Regions from separate parts of the Hordeum vulgare genome. Here all the other regions are linked to region 2. The links are chromatin contacts, called in public Hi-C maps. All regions are on one chromosome and are shown on one strand. The core of a region is the stretch at or near the end of the contact, and the rest is flanking DNA. Distances in the headings are between cores, read along the strand shown. Region 1 holds the start of LOC123401733 (transcription factor E2FA-like). Region 2 holds the start of LOC123404541 (zinc finger transcription factor YY1). Region 3 has its middle 250 kb from the start of LOC123401733.

What was found. Hi-C and Micro-C count contacts between places; a contact is called where the count stands out from the background.
Region 1: a Hi-C map of seedling shows a contact between it and region 2, with 6 times the contacts expected there. The contact joins the promoter of LOC123401733 here to the promoter of LOC123404541 in region 2. A contact is called at or near these places in 2 of 6 Hi-C or Micro-C datasets (leaf and seedling).
Region 3: a contact with region 2 is called in a Hi-C map of seedling, with 2.5 times the contacts expected there. The contact joins the enhancer-like site here to the promoter of LOC123404541 in region 2. A contact is called at or near these places in 1 of 6 Hi-C or Micro-C datasets (seedling) and 1 of 1 datasets of contacts at active chromatin or transcription factors (embryo).

The regions. Positions count from the first base shown.
Region 1 is chr6H:272,421,401-272,424,786 of MorexV3_pseudomolecules_assembly, forward strand. LOC123401733 (transcription factor E2FA-like) reads right to left here and starts at 1,669. Exons shown (of 14, transcript XM_045095588.1): 1 at 1,222-1,669. The coding sequence starts at 1,437.
Region 2 is chr6H:271,915,052-271,918,645 of MorexV3_pseudomolecules_assembly, forward strand. LOC123404541 (zinc finger transcription factor YY1) reads right to left here and starts at 1,502. Exons shown (of 6, transcript XM_045098468.1): 1 at 1,199-1,502; 2 at 1,052-1,110. The coding sequence starts at 1,239.
Region 3 is chr6H:272,173,308-272,176,643 of MorexV3_pseudomolecules_assembly, forward strand. No RefSeq gene overlaps it. Among protein-coding and RNA genes, the nearest start is that of LOC123401733, 250 kb to the right of the region's middle. Within about 2 kb of position 1,279, at least 2 of the 3 cell types and tissues checked have open chromatin away from gene starts, as enhancers often do. A contact at or near this core is called in seedling, where this site is marked.

The sequences.
Region 1 (3,386 bases), core at 419-2,918, 510 kb after region 2:
AATCCCTCGTCGGCTAGGATTAATCCTCGCAGGGGAGGTAGGATCCTCACGGGGCAGATTGATTTCTCGCCTGAGAAACATGATTCCTTGCCGGAGAGACTGATATCTCGCCGGAGGACCTCGCCGGACGCTTTTTTGAGCGCCTTGGGCCAAAGCGAGGTGCTAGGCCAATGCCCAGCGCTTAAGCGCGCCTAGGCGAGCGCCTAATAGCACTTTTTTGAACAGTGGATAATCCTACACCAAACTAGTTCATTAGATTCAGAGTATTTATAGACCATTGAAACAGTGTAGCCTATGACTAGTTGAAGCTTTGACCTAAACTTTATTCAGTTGAGGGCAATAAAATGTACATGATAACTATCTCCCTATCAGAGATGCATGTCTTCAACAGTTGGTAGTTCGAGCTTGCACAGAATCAGGTATAAGCGGCAAATGGAACTCAGCTGCTCTTCACTGTTACTTGCTGAAATTTGTTCAGTTGATGATATTATATTATTATTAAACTGCTCGAGGTGCTAGACACACATGTTGCATCCAGTCATCCATCATACAGGCTGCAGAGAAGGGTTGAGCACCCAAAACATACATATACCAACATAAACCGATCAATCGTTTCTGTTCGGGCTCAAACGAATTTTTGCAGAGCAAAGAATACATATAAATTGCGGTTCAACTAATTCTTACTGCCAGCCATGCCATGCCATGCGGAAGCAGTTGGCAAGTATTAATGGGACTATATATTATTACCATATGTTGCCTAAGTATCTGTTTATTCAGGACCTCGCTGCAGGCAACATGTACATGTACAGGTGACAGAACTCTTCCTCTTTGTAACATTGAAGATTTGACAGACCATTCCAATTCTTGCTGTGGCACGACAACAACAACATGACATGAATATTTATTTTGCGGATCCACGTCACACAATTAACATAGTCCATGTTTATCTAACTTGTAAATGATTGTAGGCACTGGGCATTCAAGCTTCCGAAAACAGAGACAACTTTGGGGAGGACAAGAAATTGAGAAAAAATAAGGAATCTGCAAGTGGATCCTTAAGATATACTCAAATCAGCACATACACCCAACAAAACCCTCAAGCTCAGCAACCATTTGGTGTCTACAAAAACAGCTCAAATCACGCACAAGCTCAGCAACACCAGCAAAAAAAAAACAGAAACGGATAAATCGAGAGCTCCTTGTGGAGCACAAGTATCTCACCTGCGTCCGGATAACAAGCCTCTCATCAATATCGCCGCCAACACCACCGGCGCCGATGCCGCCTGAGCCGGAGGCAGAAGGGGTAGTCGGCGCATGAAAGCGATGGTAGTCGTCGGGTGAGGCGAAGGGAGGCCGCGATGGTGTGGAGAACACCGGGGGTGGGCGCAGCGACTGCAGGATTTTCTGAGCAGCCGGCGGCCTGCCGCCCCCCGACATAAGCCCGATCTCGCGATCGCGCGCTGCGGGACCCCCAACTCCCGGGAGTGATGGGCGGCTTCGGCTTCAGAGAAGACAGGAGGGCATCGGGGGGACCGCCGGAGATGGGGTTCCGGCGGCGGCGGCGGCGGCGGCGGCGGCGGGAGGTAGGTGGGTGGGGTTAGGGAGGTGGGAAAGGAGGGGAATAGAGGGAGAGAGAAGGGGGAAGGGGGGACGAAAGAGAAAGAGAGCAGAAAACGAGGGAAGGAGGGAGGGAAATTAAGTACTAGGCGTTTGGGGTATCATCGGTGTTTGATGTGGAGGGAACCCATTAAGCAGGCTGAATTTCGAATGGGCCACTACCATCCGGAACACCACGCATAGCGGCGACGATCTGCTTCTTCCTCAATTTATGCATTCCCTATTTCGCGCTTCAGGCGTGGGTTAAAGGGGCGTCCTACATCTCGCCCGGGAGCCCCTATTTGACGCGTGAGGCGCCCTCAGTCCAGCAGCGCGAAAGTCACTAGTTAGCGAGCTTTTCTTAACAAATTTTATCTTCTTTGAAAACCTCTCAGTGAGCACTTCTATGCGTTGCCACTTGATGCGTTTTCAACCGTCCCACTTATCGTGTTCTGAGCGCTTTTTTCAGATTTTGTTTTTTATTCTTTCACATGCGTTTTCGGCTTTTAAATTATTTTTTTGATTTTTTATTTTTTTTATGTTTTGGTTTTTCACCGGTCTTGCTTAGCTTTTTGACGAAAAAATTACGAAAGAAGACGCGTTTTTTGTTTTTCTGCGATAGGCACGGTCTTGTCTTCGTGAGGGGCACGGCCATGCATGTCGGAAACGAAAAAAACTTGTTTTCTATTTTTTGCGAGAGCCATGGTTTTGCTTCCGCGAGAGGCACGGGTTTGTTTCCGTGGGAGAAACGGTTTCGCCTTCGCAAGAGGCATGGCTGTGCCTCTTAGAAAGGGAAAAATAACGTGTTTTCTGTTTCTTTTTACGAAAGGTATGGTTTTGCTTCCGCGAGAGGCACAATTTTGCCTTCGTGAGAGGCAAGCACGTGACTTACGGAAAGGGAACAATAACGCATTTTTCGCGAGTGACACGATTTTGTTTCTGCGGGAGGCACGATTTTGACTTCGTGAGAGGCACGGTCGTGCCTCTCGGAAAGAAAAAACGCGGAAAACGTGTTTTCTCGGTTTTTTCCTATTGTGAGAGGCATAGTTTTTTTGGTCCGATTTTTCGTGAAAAAAAAAATCGTCAAACCTATCAACATGGGATCTAGTTTTGAAGATCTAGACGCGAGAAATCCAACGGTAAAAAAGGTTCAAGATTTGGACGCATGGTTTAGGAAATAAAACATTTTGAAAATACGAATCTACGAAAAAAAACTCATCGGTTGCGACAAGTGTCACGCATTCAGTGTGCCACATATCACAACCTCGAGATGTGGGGTGATCTTTGAAAGGAGTACTGTTGGGGAACGTTACATGGGAAACAAAAAAATTCATACGCACACGCAAGCCCTATCCATGGTGATGATCATCTACGAGAGAAGAGTTTGGATCAACATACCCTTTTAGATCACTAAGCGGAAGCGTATATAACGTTGTTGATATAGTGGGACATCTTCGCGATCCAAACGCAGTCCGTCCCGCGATCTCATCACGATCTGTCCCGCGATCCCATCCCAATCTAGTGTCGAACGGACGGCACCTCCGCGTTCAGCACACGTACGGCTTGATGACGTCTTCGCCGTCTTGATCTAGCAAGAGGGGCGAAGTAGTAGGTGAATTCTGGCAACACGACGGCGTGGTGTCGATGGTGGTGAAACTATTTCCGCAGGGCTTCGCCAAGCACAACGAAAACTATGACAGTGGATGAACTAGAGGGGCGGGGTTGCCGGCACACGGCTTGGGGCAATCTTGATGTGTCCCGGGTGCTAGCCATGCCCCTCTATTTATATG
Region 2 (3,594 bases), core at 252-2,751:
GACAGATTCAGCTGTGGACTTGCTGTGCTGGCAAAACTGCTGTGCTGAGGAAACAGCTGTAGTGAAGGTTAGTTGTTAGGCAAAAAAATGTAGCTGCGGAAACGACTGTGAGCTGGTGAAAACGCTATGTTTCACGAGGAGGGGGGCGAAGGGGGAAAATAGATCATGCCTGTTGTGGCCTTTATGACATAATTACGACCAAACACCAAATGTTGGAGGGGCAAGGGAAACAGCTTTGGCTGTGAAGTACACCAAAACATGCTTTGAGCTGTTACACTGAAAATAGCCCGAAACAGTACAATTGTTCTAAAATAGCTGTTTGTTTTAGCTTTTTTTAGTCAAAAAACTGCCCTGAAGCTGAAACAAACAGGGACGACATCTGGTAGCTTGGGTATTCATTGTGATACACATGGGGTGCAGCAACATGTGGCAATGCAACATGCAGGCCGTCGACATTAGTCAGTGAGTTTCAGCATGGGCAGGGCATCTTGCGCGCTCTTCTCAGGCCTGCCAGGGCTAACTCCTCATTGTGTGGGACAGGCCGGATTTGGCCTGCCTCTTCATTGTGTGGGACATGCCGGATATGGCCTACACGGAGGGGGAGGCAATGCCCCAGTGCTGCAAGGGTGTCTTCAACAGTGATGTGAGGCAGCACCATTGTTGGGCCGTCTTCAAGAATCACAACAAACGTTTCCACTGGTCAGCCACGTGTTGGAAGATGAAAGGCTTTTTTAGTGGTGTGTATATTATACTTGCCTCTAGCGGCCGTTAGTTGCTATCTTGCTGGAGGGGTGTTAGGTTGTAATGGCCTAGCCTTAAGCTTGTAATCATTCTAGGCGCAAGGCTTTGGCTTTCTCGAAAGTTAGGCTAGTCTGCACCTGTGACCAACCAAACCGAAGCCTCTATCTAATAAACACCCGGTAGAATTTGAGCACCGAAAACCACAATAACAGCCAAAGAAAGATCATGTCAAGCAGCAATCGCAGGCACGATTACTAAGCAACAGCAAGTCAAGGTAAGAATTTACAGCAGCGACAAGAAGGCGAGGTACCTCGCACCCACTTGTAAAGCGCACACGGGCCGCCGGCGATGACGAGGTCCTGCGGAACCCTAGGAGAAGGACGCAGCGCAAATAGTTCAGATCTATATTACACGAAGCAGAGTAGAATTCGAGGGTAGTAGGGGTTGGGGGACAAACCACTCCTTCACCCATCGGTAGGGGCGGTGGAGTCCCTGCATCTCGTCTCCCCGCGGGGCAGAAGGCGATGACGGCGTTATGGATGATTGTTGCAAGGGAAGATTCGGATTTGGGCTTGGGGCTGGGGCTGGGGCTGGGGCTGGGAGGGGCGGCGACTTATGTTTACCGGGCTACGGGTGGGTACGGACAGGGAGGGAGGCTCGGAGTCGGATGGCATGGTGGATGAGGAGCAGCATGTCGTGCTGCGAGGAAATCTATGGCTACGCCTCGCGGCCGCGGCTGCTCCTTTCCCATCCATCATCTCACAAGACCAAAGGCAAATGAAACAGGTCTCTTGAGTTGTTTTCCGGTTGTGGGGGCGTCTAGCAGGCACACAGGAGTGGATCATACCTGGCCAAACGGCCCGGCAGAATCGTGCAGCCACGCACAGCTCGTCGGGACACGATTAGTAAACGGGCCCGGCCGTGCCGGCCCACGTGCCCGGTATCAGGCCCAAACACGGCACGGGAGTTATACGGATCGGCCCGTCGGCACGTCACACCTGCTGGCCTGTTAGGATTTTAGTATTTTAAACCGCTATTTGAGTCGGTTTCGGCCTATTCGCTATTATTTGTACTGATTTTAATATATTGGACTGTTTTTTTGATTGATTTTGATCTATTGGGCTTTTATTTATCTTATATATATATATAATAAAAATGATAAACAGGTCGTGTCGTGCCGGCCCGCGTGTCCAACCTCCAGGCCCAGACACGGCCCGAGGCGTGCTTTGTGTCGGGTCGGGCCCGTTTGGCCAGATCTTAAGTGGATACCGGGAAGGGAGAGGTTAACAGTGTGTATTTTTACAAACAAACTACAACCCAAATGCTCACATAGAACACCCATACACTCTGAAAGTTATCTTCTACTCTCGAGCTAGCTTGGGATGAAAGTAAACTTCCGGGGGGGAAGAAGCATTCAAAAAAATCTGAATTTTTTGTCTAAACTTTGACAAATGTTCTCAGCGCTTCTAAATTTTCATCCTGAAATAACATTCGTGGAAGTCATGACAAAAAAACACTCTAAAATGCTTTCGAAAATAGCATTTTTGAGTGTTGATTTTTTTTTACCATGACCTTCATGAATGTTATTTCGGGATGAAATTTTTCAAAAGCAGAGAACATTTGTCAAAGTTAGAACCTGACAAAATATATTTTTTATTTATTTTACTTTTCATGGGAAAGCATACGAGCTCGAGATGAGAATAGATGTGTCCCATTGATACGTCTTCGTCGTATCTACTTTTCCAAACTCTTTTGCCCTTGTTTTGGACTCTAATTTGCATTATTTGAATGGAACTAACCCGGACTGACGCTGTTTTTAGCACAATTGTCATGGTGTTGTTTTGTGCAGAAATAAAATTTCTCGGAATGTCCTGAAAATTTACGGAGAATTTTTCTGGAATTAATAAAAAATACGTCCGCAAAGATCCACCGGAGGAGGTGTGCTAGTGGGCCACAAGCCCACATGCCGCGGCCACCCCCCAGGCGGTGCCGTGAGGGCTTGTGGGGCCCACGTGGCACCACCGCCTACAAACTCAGCTCTATTTATTTCGTCTCGCCCGGAAAAAATCAGGGAGAAGGATTCATCACGTTTTACGATACAGAGGCGACGCCACCTCCTGTTCTTCATCTGGAGGGCAGATCTGGAGTCCGTTTTGGGCTCCGAAGAGGGGAAATCGTCGTCATTGTCATCATCAACCTTCCTCCATCGACAAATCCGTGATGCTCTTCACCGTTCGTGAGTAATCTCATCGTAAGCTTGCTGGACGGTGATGAGTTGGATGAGATATATCATGTAATCGAGTTAGTTTTGACGGGGATTGATCCCTAGTATCCACTATGTTCTGAGATTGATGTTGCTACTACTTTGCCATGCTTAATGCTTGTCACTATGGCCCGAGTACCATGATTTCAGATCTGAACCTATTATGTTGTCGCCAATATATGTGTGTTCTTGATCCTATCTTGCAAGTTGTAGTCACCTATTATGTGTTATGACCCGGCAACCCCGGAGTGACAATAGCCGGAACCACTCCCGGAGATGACCATAGTATGAGGAGTTCATGTATTCACCAAGTGTTAATGCGTTGGTCCCGTTCTGTATTAAAAGGAGAACATTAATATCCCGTAGTTTCCATTAGGATCCCGCTGCCACGGGAGGGATGGACAATAGATGTCATGCAAGTTCTTTTCCCTAAGCACGTATGACTACATACGGAATACATGCCTACATTAGTTTGACGAACTGGAGCTAGTTACTTATTTCTCTGTGTTATAGCTGTTACATGATGAATCACATCCGTCACACTCATCCATCACCGATCCACTGCCTACGAGTCTTTTACTACTGGTTCT
Region 3 (3,336 bases), core at 29-2,528, 260 kb after region 2:
GCTTCCCTGTCGCGCCATTGCTTCGTTCCCACATGCTCCAGCTGCTCATGCGTGCACGTGCATGTAGTTAATAGCCCGTGTGGGCCTCGCCTCGTCCCGGCCTAGCTGTGCGAGTAGCCAAGCCACGCAGCACCGGCATAGCGGAATTCCCTATATGCCGCTCATTGTAACAAGTAGTCCCAGCTTCGTAAAGGAGGTGCGAGCGAGCGACGTGGTTTGGGCCGGCCCGTTAACACTTTAACTGATCCCGGTTTTGGGACAGGTTTCTAGTCGGTTTTTTTCGGTTTTGGAAACTTTCTAGAAGATTCCCTCGATCAGGTTTTTTGTTTTCTTTTTTCTTTATTCTTCTTTGTTTTTTCTGTTTTAAAAATGTTCTGGATTTTAAAAAAAGAATTTCAAAAATTGTTTCAGAATTTGTAAAAATGTACCGGAATTTCAAAAAATGTGCCAAAATTTGAGAAAAAAATCTAGAATTTGTAAAAATGTTCTGGAATTTGAAAAACTGTTCCGGAATTTGAAAAACGTTGCGCAATTTGAAAAATTGTTGCGGAATTTAAAAAAATGTTTCGGAATATGACAAAATGTTTCAGAATTTTAAAAATGTTCCAGAATTTGAAAAAATGTACCAGAATTTGAATAAATGTTTCAGAATTTAAAATGTTTCAGAACTTGAAAAAATGTTCTGGATTTCAAACAATGTGTTCCACTTTCAAATTTTGTGCACAAAGAACCGTGAATATTTGTCGCCAACTCAACAAATGTTGTGGAATTTCATAAAATGTTCTAGAGATCTAAAATTCTAAAAAAGTTCATGTTTTAAAAATCACAAATTCAAAACTTGTGTTTTGGAAAAGAAAATATTCATTTCAAAAAATGTTTGTGTTTTCACACAATGTTTGGGACATTTGGAAAATTATTTGTATTTAAAAAATGTAATCGGTTTTACATTTTTTTCAATTATTCCGCCGTTGTCTTCCGTTTCTTCTAATACTGCACGGCAAATAGAACACAAGAGCTTGGTTGTCGCAGTGGCTAGCGCATCACGCGCATGACTTAGAATTCTGGGGTTCGAATCCTAGGAAAAGTGTTGGTTCTTGCGTGTTTTAAATTTTTTTGACCTCGCGATCATGAGTTGGGCCGGCCCATATGAGCCGCCCCTTTGCGAAACGCAAACTCCTTAACACAAAGTGCGTCACATAGGAGGTCCCGCCTCGCGTCGCCCGCCCTGCCTCCACCTCCACTCACCTGGGCTAGGCCCACTCTTCTGAGCCTCGGTCCGACATCTCGTATAAGATGCTTTGTGCATGATATTGCTATGTTGCACAAATATCTATTGTTCGGGTGTAGCACTGATTCGCGCGTGTAGTATTTTTTCCTCTCTAGCGAGTTATCCAATCATCGAGGGAATTATCTATTTTACAAAAAAACCGAATGTTCATGCATTTAATAACTTGAAAACCACACATCGGATTAAAATGATTTAAATATGTAAAATTACTAGAATTTTGTGTAGTTTCAGAATATGAAACTATCATGCGTGATAAAAAATGTTTAACTTGTTGTTTGCATTTAATTTACATTAATGACCTATTAAATGGTTTATTTCGTAACTAAAATATCATAGCTCCGAATTAAATGATCCACATATGTAACTTGACTAGAAAATACGTAGAATAAAATGGTGTGATTTATTTTCCTAATTAATAAATATAAAACATGGTTAGGCAAAACAGTACCAAATTCATAATATGCATATGAGGTCGTCTTGGAAATGCTATGTGTTGCTTCCGGCCTCATTTCAAATGCCTAGATGATGTAGTTGTTTATGCTTCACCTCTTGCCATGTTTAAGAACATTTAAACTTGTTGGGTAAATAGACTAGAATGAACTAAGTAAATTTATCGTGGAGTTTCGTCAATATGCAGTTCTTGCATAGTGAGCTTCGCTTAATTTGTGGTATCCGATGGTTGCATCATGCCATGACATGCCTATTAAACCGGAGATGCATCATATTTCTTTGTGCATCATATCATGAATATGATGTGGTGTTTACCGTGTCACTTGTTCATTTCTGGATTCACTTCTACTCCCTAGAGTCCAAAAGCATTTCGGAGTGTGAGGATTTGTTCAACTACGCCCATTCGTCTACTTCACGTATTCGTTCTTCTTCCAAGCGGGATGACAAGTAAGATGATCATTTTTGTGGATACCACTACTATCATTGTCATGCTAGTTGTCTCGTTTCTATCGCCATGTCTCGCTTCCTGCCACTTGTTTGCCAAGCCTCCCAAAATACCATGATAAGCCCCTAACCTTTAACATCCTAGCAAACCATTGTTTGACTAAGTTACTCCATGCTTGGCCCTTCTTATCACGTTGCTAGTTGCCGATGCAATTTGTTCATGTTGGGACAAGGATATCTTGAGATATCATAATATTATTGCTATCTAATTTAATGCACATATGTACTTGGTAAAAGGTGGAAGGTTTGGCCTTTTGTTCAGTGATTTGTTACATTGCTCCCCTAGTTACTTGTGTACCAGTGTTATGTTCCATATTGAGCCCTCCTAACATGATTGGGGTTGTTATGGGAACCCCTTTGAATTTTCTTTTGGGATAAAAATCTTCTGGCAAGTCCCAACATTGGTACTACATTTTCCTAATAACTAATAAACTTGCACAGGGACTTTCTGGACCGCGTGGATTAATCAACAACCCGGCCAGTCCTCCTCGTGAGTGTTGGTCCAACCTAGAGCAGCTTATTACTGCCGCCCGAGGAAACTCGGTGATTGGTGTGGTAACCATACCTCATATGTCGTGTCCTGAGAACGAGATACACTGCTCCTATCGAGTTAATAGACACATCAGGCAGTCTTGTTGGCTTTGTTTTACCTTTATTGAATGTCTTCTGCACCGAGATTCTGAGAATACTTTGGGCTATCTCGAGGTTGAGGTTTTCCATGCAGCTTATGGCTAGTTTGTGATGGATGAATTGGAGGACCCCTGGGGGTTAAATCTTTCTCAGAGTCGTGCCCGTGGTTATGTGGCAACTTGGAAACTTGTTAAACACTAGGTTATAGAAAACTTGAAGTAAACTCAACTAAGATACACCAACCATGTGCGCAACCATGACCGTCTCTTCTTGTGAGGTTTGAACCAAGAAGAGAACACGGTGGGGTTATGTTTTACTGGTAAGTAGGTGTTCAAGATCACTTTTTGATCATTATTAGTTCACGTTCGTTTATGTGTATATCACTCTTATTATTCTTGTACTCGTAAGCTAGCCACATATTCAAATGTTTAGTGCTTGTTGCAGCCTCACCACTTAACCATGCC